Regions from separate parts of the Lactuca sativa genome. Here region 2 is linked to region 1. The links are chromatin contacts, called in public Hi-C maps. All regions are on one chromosome and are shown on one strand. The core of a region is the stretch at or near the end of the contact, and the rest is flanking DNA. Distances in the headings are between cores, read along the strand shown.

Region 1 (3,742 bases), core at 515-3,014:
CTGTAGTGCCAGTCTGGGGAGTACAGGATGTAGATGTAGAGGAGCATTTCCCATACCATTGGCGTTTCATCACTTTGTTGTTGCCTACATTAATAGCAACCTACTTTCATTCATTGTGAAATGACCATTTTGCCCTTAAGATGAATAAAAAGGAAGTGAGAGTGCTTACACGTGTTGCAAGGTGGCATGATACATGACACTTCCGAGAGCAAGTGCCATGTTTGACAAGTGAAGAACACTAAACCTTTTCTCGAAGCGTTGTAGTAATGAGCTAAAAAGCCCAATTAAGGCTAAAAGAATGCTTGGAACATTTGATATGGTGTTGTAAAACTCGGCTACATAAGAAGAATAAATGTAATTCTTTTCACACCATTCATGGGAGGAAGTGACTGGGCCCCAAAAACTCGATATACTATCTGCCATATAGAAGAACAAACTTATATCTTGTCACCACACATTAACTATATCATCACCCTTTGAAATGTAGTTGTAACTATCAAAACCAGCAACCGATTTTACCTACAAAAAAAGGGGGGAAATAATTAATCTTTATAAACTTCAACTAGCTATTCAATGAATAGAAAGAATCTTAACTGCTACAAAAGTCATAACACCTCCACTAACAAAAGTAAGTAGCATACTTTCACTCGACTTTATATCATCTTTATTCAGCTTTCAGCATCATAATCATTAAGCATCAGAATACAACGCATAACTTTTTCCTTATTGGGGAAAAACTAAGAACTGAAGTGACAATAGATAAAAGAGTGGCACTTAATCAGACAACAGGTGGAGATCAAAAGTAATTCCACTAGTCCTTTATTTATAAGAAAATCAACATCGATAAAAGTATCCCTCTCAAATTAAGACACTCGTCTTGGCTTGTTGGGATTAAAGTATATGTGACAGGTTTGTGCTTTTCAAGAAATTAACAAAGGATCAATGTCAAATCTGATAGAATTTATTGTGGAAGAGAGGGAGTATAATCTTCCGAAGCTGTAGTTCTTTTCACTTCTTTATACTAAACGCCCTTTACAACTTGAAATCCAACAAAGTAAATCCCTAAAACCATAAGCTAGTTGTGAAATACTTGAAGCAGTACTTGGGAGATCGGAATTTGAGGCATAGAATTGAAATGAATCCCAGTTAGTTAAAAACCTCAACTTATTTGCTCTGATTCAAAAGTCTAATCCGTGGAAACGGAGCTCCGAATATACCCTAAAGTCAAAATATTATCACACAAACACAAAAAAAGACCTTCAACTTCATCACAAAGTATTCCAAATTAGGGTTTAGCGATATCATAACAAAATCCCAACAAATACCTAAACCATCTCTCAGAACTTCAACCTGATCCCAGATCCAGTCATACAATTATTACTATATCATGCACGATTAAGCCACAGCTACAACCACTTCAAATATACAACTTCTTGATATAAATAAATAGTCTAAAAGGAAGAAAAATCTCAGCTAATTGCATACAAATTCATGAGTAACTCCGAAAACAAACAAGAAAAAAGAAAAACCGACCTGCATTCGCATTAGATCTCTCGTTCTTTAATCTCAAAATGTATCTACGTGTACGTAGATCACAGGTTTTCGTCTCTGATCTACGCTCGTAAGTTGTATCTGAATTAGGGATTGGATCGGAGCGATAGATAACGACGACCGTCTAGGAGGACCACGGTGTCCTTTTTATAGGGAAATCCAAGATGGGAGGCGACGTGACTACGTGCGCTGTAGTTCAAATTGGAAAATTCTTTGTTTCTCAAAAGAATTTATTTCCCATTTATCACTTTTTAATGTTTAGATGTATCTACATAGAAAAGAAAAAATGGGCTACATATAAATTAATTTTACTATAAATGACTATATTTATTTTGATTATTAAATTTAGATCAAGTAACTTTTGAGAATAACCAAAAGGGCTTTAAGGAAGAAAAAACGCTTTTCATTTGAATATCTTATTTTGTTTTACTTAATTATTATTTTGTTCTCATTTTACTCGTTTTTTCCATTTAAATAACAATAATGATGTTTCAACTTTTATTATTTAAGTTACAAAAATTAGGATATTCAGTTTTTGAAACGTAATTGGTTTATAATGATAAATATTGTGATATTTCTTTGGAAAAATTGTATAAAAAGAAACTAACTTTGTAAAAAAGTTTGATTTTTACAATGTGTTATTTTTTTTTTCAATTAAATTATAAAGTTTATAATTTTGTTTCAATTTTAAACAATTCTCCCGGTTATACTAGGCCACATAACCGGTTCTCATTTAAACTTTGTAACATCATTGAATGTTATTACCCTTTTGTCAAACAAGCATGTCATTTACTTTTTTGCCCTAATTACTCAAACACCACCATCCACCGATACCTCCGATGATTGAACAAAAATGAAGTGGGGCGCACAGGGATATGATCATCAGATTTTTTTTTTTTTTTTTTTTAAACGGCAAACTAACTAATCTAATCCTAAATAACCACTTATGTCTCCACCGAGACTTGAACCCCAGACCTCTAATATCAGATAAAACATGCATGGATCCATGGTATCTCATTTATGTTATTACGGTTTCATTCGACGATATTATTTGCAACAATTTTATACCTTTTCATACAAACTAAACATTTGTCACTTCAAAATTGATAGTGTTAATTAACATCCTATTTAGAATGATGATTTGTTTGATGTTTGCTAATTTTGTCCCTCAATGCTTGTTGATTTTGTTGTTATTATCATCTTCTTTAGCAGGAGAGTTTTGTTAAGGGCCAAAGTTGTTAAGAAACTTTTCATTAGATAAAATTTCTTGATTAGTAAGGGTCAAATGTAGCACCCGAGTCGTCATATATGAAGTTAATCGATAATAAGAAACGTTTCTTGAAGATTTCCATAAAATAACTTTTACTTATTTTTAAGGTCCAATGTTGTTTAACAGAACTGTTAAGGTCTAATGCTGTTAAAAATTTAACAAACAGTTATTGACTTACTGTAACACCGAAAATTTCAAAGCAATTTTTCATTTAAAAATAATCGTTTAATTCAAAAAAAACACTTTGCTTAAAATCTCATTCATAATCGAATTACAAAACATAACTCCATTTTCACTTGCATAATAAACCAGGATCCTCAAAATATGACTCTTTCTTTGGTGTGTACAATCGAGCCGGTGCCGTCCCGTGATCCTGAGAGAAACCTGAAACACATAAAACAAAACACTGTAAGCACGAAGCTTAGTGAGTTCCCCAAAATACCACACATAACACATATTAGCCACTCGAGGCTATAACTCTGTGGGTCCGTGGACCCTACTCTGTGAACTTTCCGGTTCTAACTTTGTAAACATGCACAGCATAAATCACATAGAATAATGCAGTACAACACATAACATACACATCATACAAATACTCTGTCACATAACTCTGGTTACGTACTCAAGGTAAAGTGTAGTGAGAAGACTCACCTGACAATCATAAAACAATTATCTGCACATGCGAACCTCGGACTCGCCACCGCCTAACACATAAGGCAAATATCTCTAATTAATACTCGAAGTCCCAACTCTAATTAACCGGCGATTACTCTTTCCCTCTCTAGTCAGGTAATGGGTAAAAGACCATTTTACCCCTCCCTGACCTCTATTACCTCTGTTGACCAAAACTTCCAAAGTCAACATAAGACAACTCAAGTCAACGGTCAACACTGACCAGACTCGGCGAGTACACAAGAGTGA
Region 2 (3,742 bases), core at 826-3,325, 240 kb before region 1:
TGACGGTGTTCTATTTTTTTTATGAACAAAATTTAATTTCGAATTAAACTATAAAGTGACCCAAAATATTAAAACTTATAAGAGATTTCTCTTATAACATGAAATCATACATTACGCTACTTTAGGGAAGTTGACTGGAAATCCGTTAGAGCGTCAACCTTTTTTTTAACGGGAAAATGTTGAAAATCTCCAAGGAACTATTGCCTCAATCCCATTTCGGTCCTAAATTTGTCCATGGGGTTCTAAACTTTTTTTTTTTTTCAATTTGGTTCTTTAACTACTTTGAGTTCCCCTGTTGTTTGTCATTTTGTAATAGGAAAAATCGAAAAAACCGTCTCATTTTTGTTAGGAATTTTTTTTTTTGTCTCCACAAGGGGTCCTGGGTCCTTCAATTTTTTTTTTTTTTTTAATTTTGGTCCTTTTTACGGTTTTACCTAAACTATCCATTTCCTGATGACTTAAAACATGCATAAACATACACATGAATACATACACACACACACACACACACATATATATATATATATATATATATATATATATATATATATACACATGAATTTATATGCACATGCATACACATATACATACATACACATACACATACACATTTATACACATTCATTTACATATGAATTTACTTACACATAGATACAAACACAGAACCCATAGGTTCTAGGACAATTTAATTTCATATTTTCATTTCCGACTAATTATGTCCCTAGTATTTTCAGCAACATAATCTCAATACACATATATTCCAACCAATATGAAATCATGTGTCAGTTAATTACATTCTTTCATGTTTCTAAATCATCATGATGCATATATTATTGTCTCACCTTGGTGCATATTAGTATACACCCTAATATTTGTTATGCATGTAATATGACCTCACCTTCTTACATTAATAAACATCCAAATATATGATAAAATTCCTTTTGTTCAAGAAACCAGAACTTATGAAAGTCTTTAAAGTTTTGGACATTGAATTACATCATTGTCTTTATCTTTATCATATCTACCCTAATTCCTATATGATTTATTACATACCCCAAGAATTTGGGACTTCTCAAAATCCAAAAGTCGCAATCAAAAAGCTTCTGACTACACAAAAACTTCGTCTGAGGATATAAGCTATGTTATATAAACTTTCTTCTAAGTTCTTCCAATTTCTATTGGATAATGGCATTATACATGTAAATTCATCTGTAAGTTTAAAATATTGATGTGCCAAATAGATTTTAATTCAATTTGTAGAAACTGAATCAAAATAAACATCACCTGCGCCTCATTGACGAAGAAATCTCTGTAAGCACTGAAACCCTAGATGCTCTGCGCAAAATCTCTCAAATTCATGAACATCAGATCCGCCTTTCTCTCTACAAATCTCTTGTTCGATCCCCACAATTACGTCGTCCCAATCCCTCAAAAACCCATCCCAATTCGCCTCTCTTGCTTCACATATAGAGTCTAAGATCTCTTGCAACCCAACGATCCGTCGACTAACACTTCTCCTGAATTCTCTCACTGTCGGGTCAATCCCAGGAACCGAATCAAGCGTAAATAATAACTTCATCAACGCCTCATTGATCTTGATTCGTTCCCGATTGTTGCTTCGCACCGCATCAACTGTATCCTGCATTTGGATCAGTCGTTGTAGTTTATCGGCTTGGGAATCGACGGCTCTTACCTTGTTGATTAAGTTGCGGATTGCATGAGATCTGTAAGCTGATTGAATCTTAATAGCAGCGGTGGATTGACGATCAGAGAGGTGAAAAGTGATAGGGGTTTCGGTGGAAGTGGTTTGGGGATTAGCGTTAAAATTGTTATCTTCGAAGGCGTAAGTGACGGTGGTGGTGGTGGTGGTGTCGGCGGAGTAGGATGAAGAGGAAGAGTACAATCGGGTTCTTCGTGAAGATTTCATGGCAGAAAGCACTGCACAGAGATTGATGGTGATCGAAGTGTGAAAAGAGAGTGATGAGGATCGTATTTTTCTGATATTACGGAACAGGTGTCGGTAATTATTTATTCGTTGGTCACGTGACCGTTCTTATTTTAATGGATCGTCATTCTTTCGTCACATATATTACGAAAATAAAACTAAAACTTTGAAAATGATTTTCGTCTTCAGTGAGGTGGACTTAAAACATCATCAATGTTAAAACTGATAAAAAAAAACGCACCGCAAATAAAGCTAATCGCAAAGACTGCATAAACCGCAACTGATAAATCGCAACAGTAATAAAAACCAATGGTTAAGTTTTATGTTTTTTCAAAAACCACAAATTTGCGGTGCGGTGAGGTTATTAGTTTTCAAAAATCGTAAAAAAAACCGCACCGCATCGCATATATTATATACAACTTTTTTTATTAATTACTAATATATTAAATATTAAAAGTAAAACAAGTTTTATGAATAAAAGATAAATAAAATACTAGAAGATAAAAGTTTTGGTTTTTTTTATGTTTATCTTTGAAAAATGATGAAATTAGACAATTTTAAGAAATTATTGTTAATTAATATTGATTTGATCTTTTTAAGATATTAATTGTTTGTAATTTAAGTTAAATGTCTTATACCTTATGTTTTTTTTTTACTATAAGTAATTGGGAAGTAATTCGTACACAACAATTTTTTGTCATACACAACAATTTATGCATTACTGAGTTGCACAATACAATATTTTAAAGCAGCAATTGTTGTGTACAAATCATCTCCCTAAGTAATATGTTTGAACTCTTAAAACCGTTTGAACTCTAAATTGTAGTTAAAAAACACACAAAATAACCACACCAAATCCATTTGGTTAATAAGCGCAACACAGAAAAAACAAAATCTCATCGCAAAAATAACCATGTAACTATACCACAAAAATAACCGCACCAAGCGGTTTTGAAAATAGATTAACTGTATTTACGGTTAGTGGTGAAGTTTTAGCTCACCCTTAGTTAAAACCATCTTATTACTTAATAAAAATTGGGAGATTTATTATTAAATTAATTTTAATCTTTAATTATATTATATTTTCAATAGTAAATTTGTTATAATATCGTTTTCAAAAAAAAATAATTGATATGTCATCATCTATTTAAAATATTATGTAAACACAATTATTTGTTTAATCGTTTTTTAAATATATATTATATCTAAAATATCACAAACATACAAATCTTTATATATATAACCAAGATAACATAAGAAGGAAAATTTTGATAGATAGATAAGAAAATTTGTATATGTATAATTTTTTAGCAAACAAACGAAATAAATAATTACATAATTCAAAAATAAGATGATTCACAAGAAAAACATCATAAAAAAACACTTTCATGATTAATTTTAATGTAAATCAAGAAAAAATCATTTTATTACAATTTTAGTGAATATTAAAAAAAAATTATCGTAAAAATGAATCATCAAAACGTTTTTTCAGGACTTTTTTTTGTTAATCATGTTATTTTTTATTCATCTAGTGATTAATTTGTTTTGTTCGGCAAAAAAATATGTCGAAAAAAATACTTTTTACCTTGCTAGAAAATCATATATATATATATATATATATATATATATATATATATATATATATATATATATATATATATATATATATATATATATATATAGGGAAGGGTTATTTGGAGAACAAAAAAAACCTTTAAATTAAAAAAAAAAATGCATAAAAAAATACTTAGAGATCACAAAAAAAAATTTGAAATTTTTTTTGAAAAAATCGCAGCT

The links. Hi-C and Micro-C count contacts between places; a contact is called where the count stands out from the background.
Region 2: a contact with region 1 is called in a Hi-C map of leaf, with 4 times the contacts expected there. The contact joins the promoter of LOC111883031 here to the promoter of LOC111883006 in region 1. A contact is called at or near these places in 2 of 4 Hi-C or Micro-C datasets (leaf and seed).

The regions. Positions count from the first base shown.
Region 1 is chr4:101,903,951-101,907,692 of Lsat_Salinas_v11, reverse strand. LOC111883006 (alkaline ceramidase) reads right to left here and starts at 1,764. Exons shown (of 4, transcript XM_023879375.3): 1 at 1,534-1,764; 2 at 595-744; 3 at 170-519; 4 at 1-84. The coding sequence starts at 423.
Region 2 is chr4:102,146,183-102,149,924 of Lsat_Salinas_v11, reverse strand. LOC111883031 (BAG family molecular chaperone regulator 5, mitochondrial) reads right to left here and starts at 2,075. Exons shown (of 1, transcript XM_023879390.3): 1 at 916-2,075. The coding sequence starts at 1,927. The coding sequence ends at 1,292.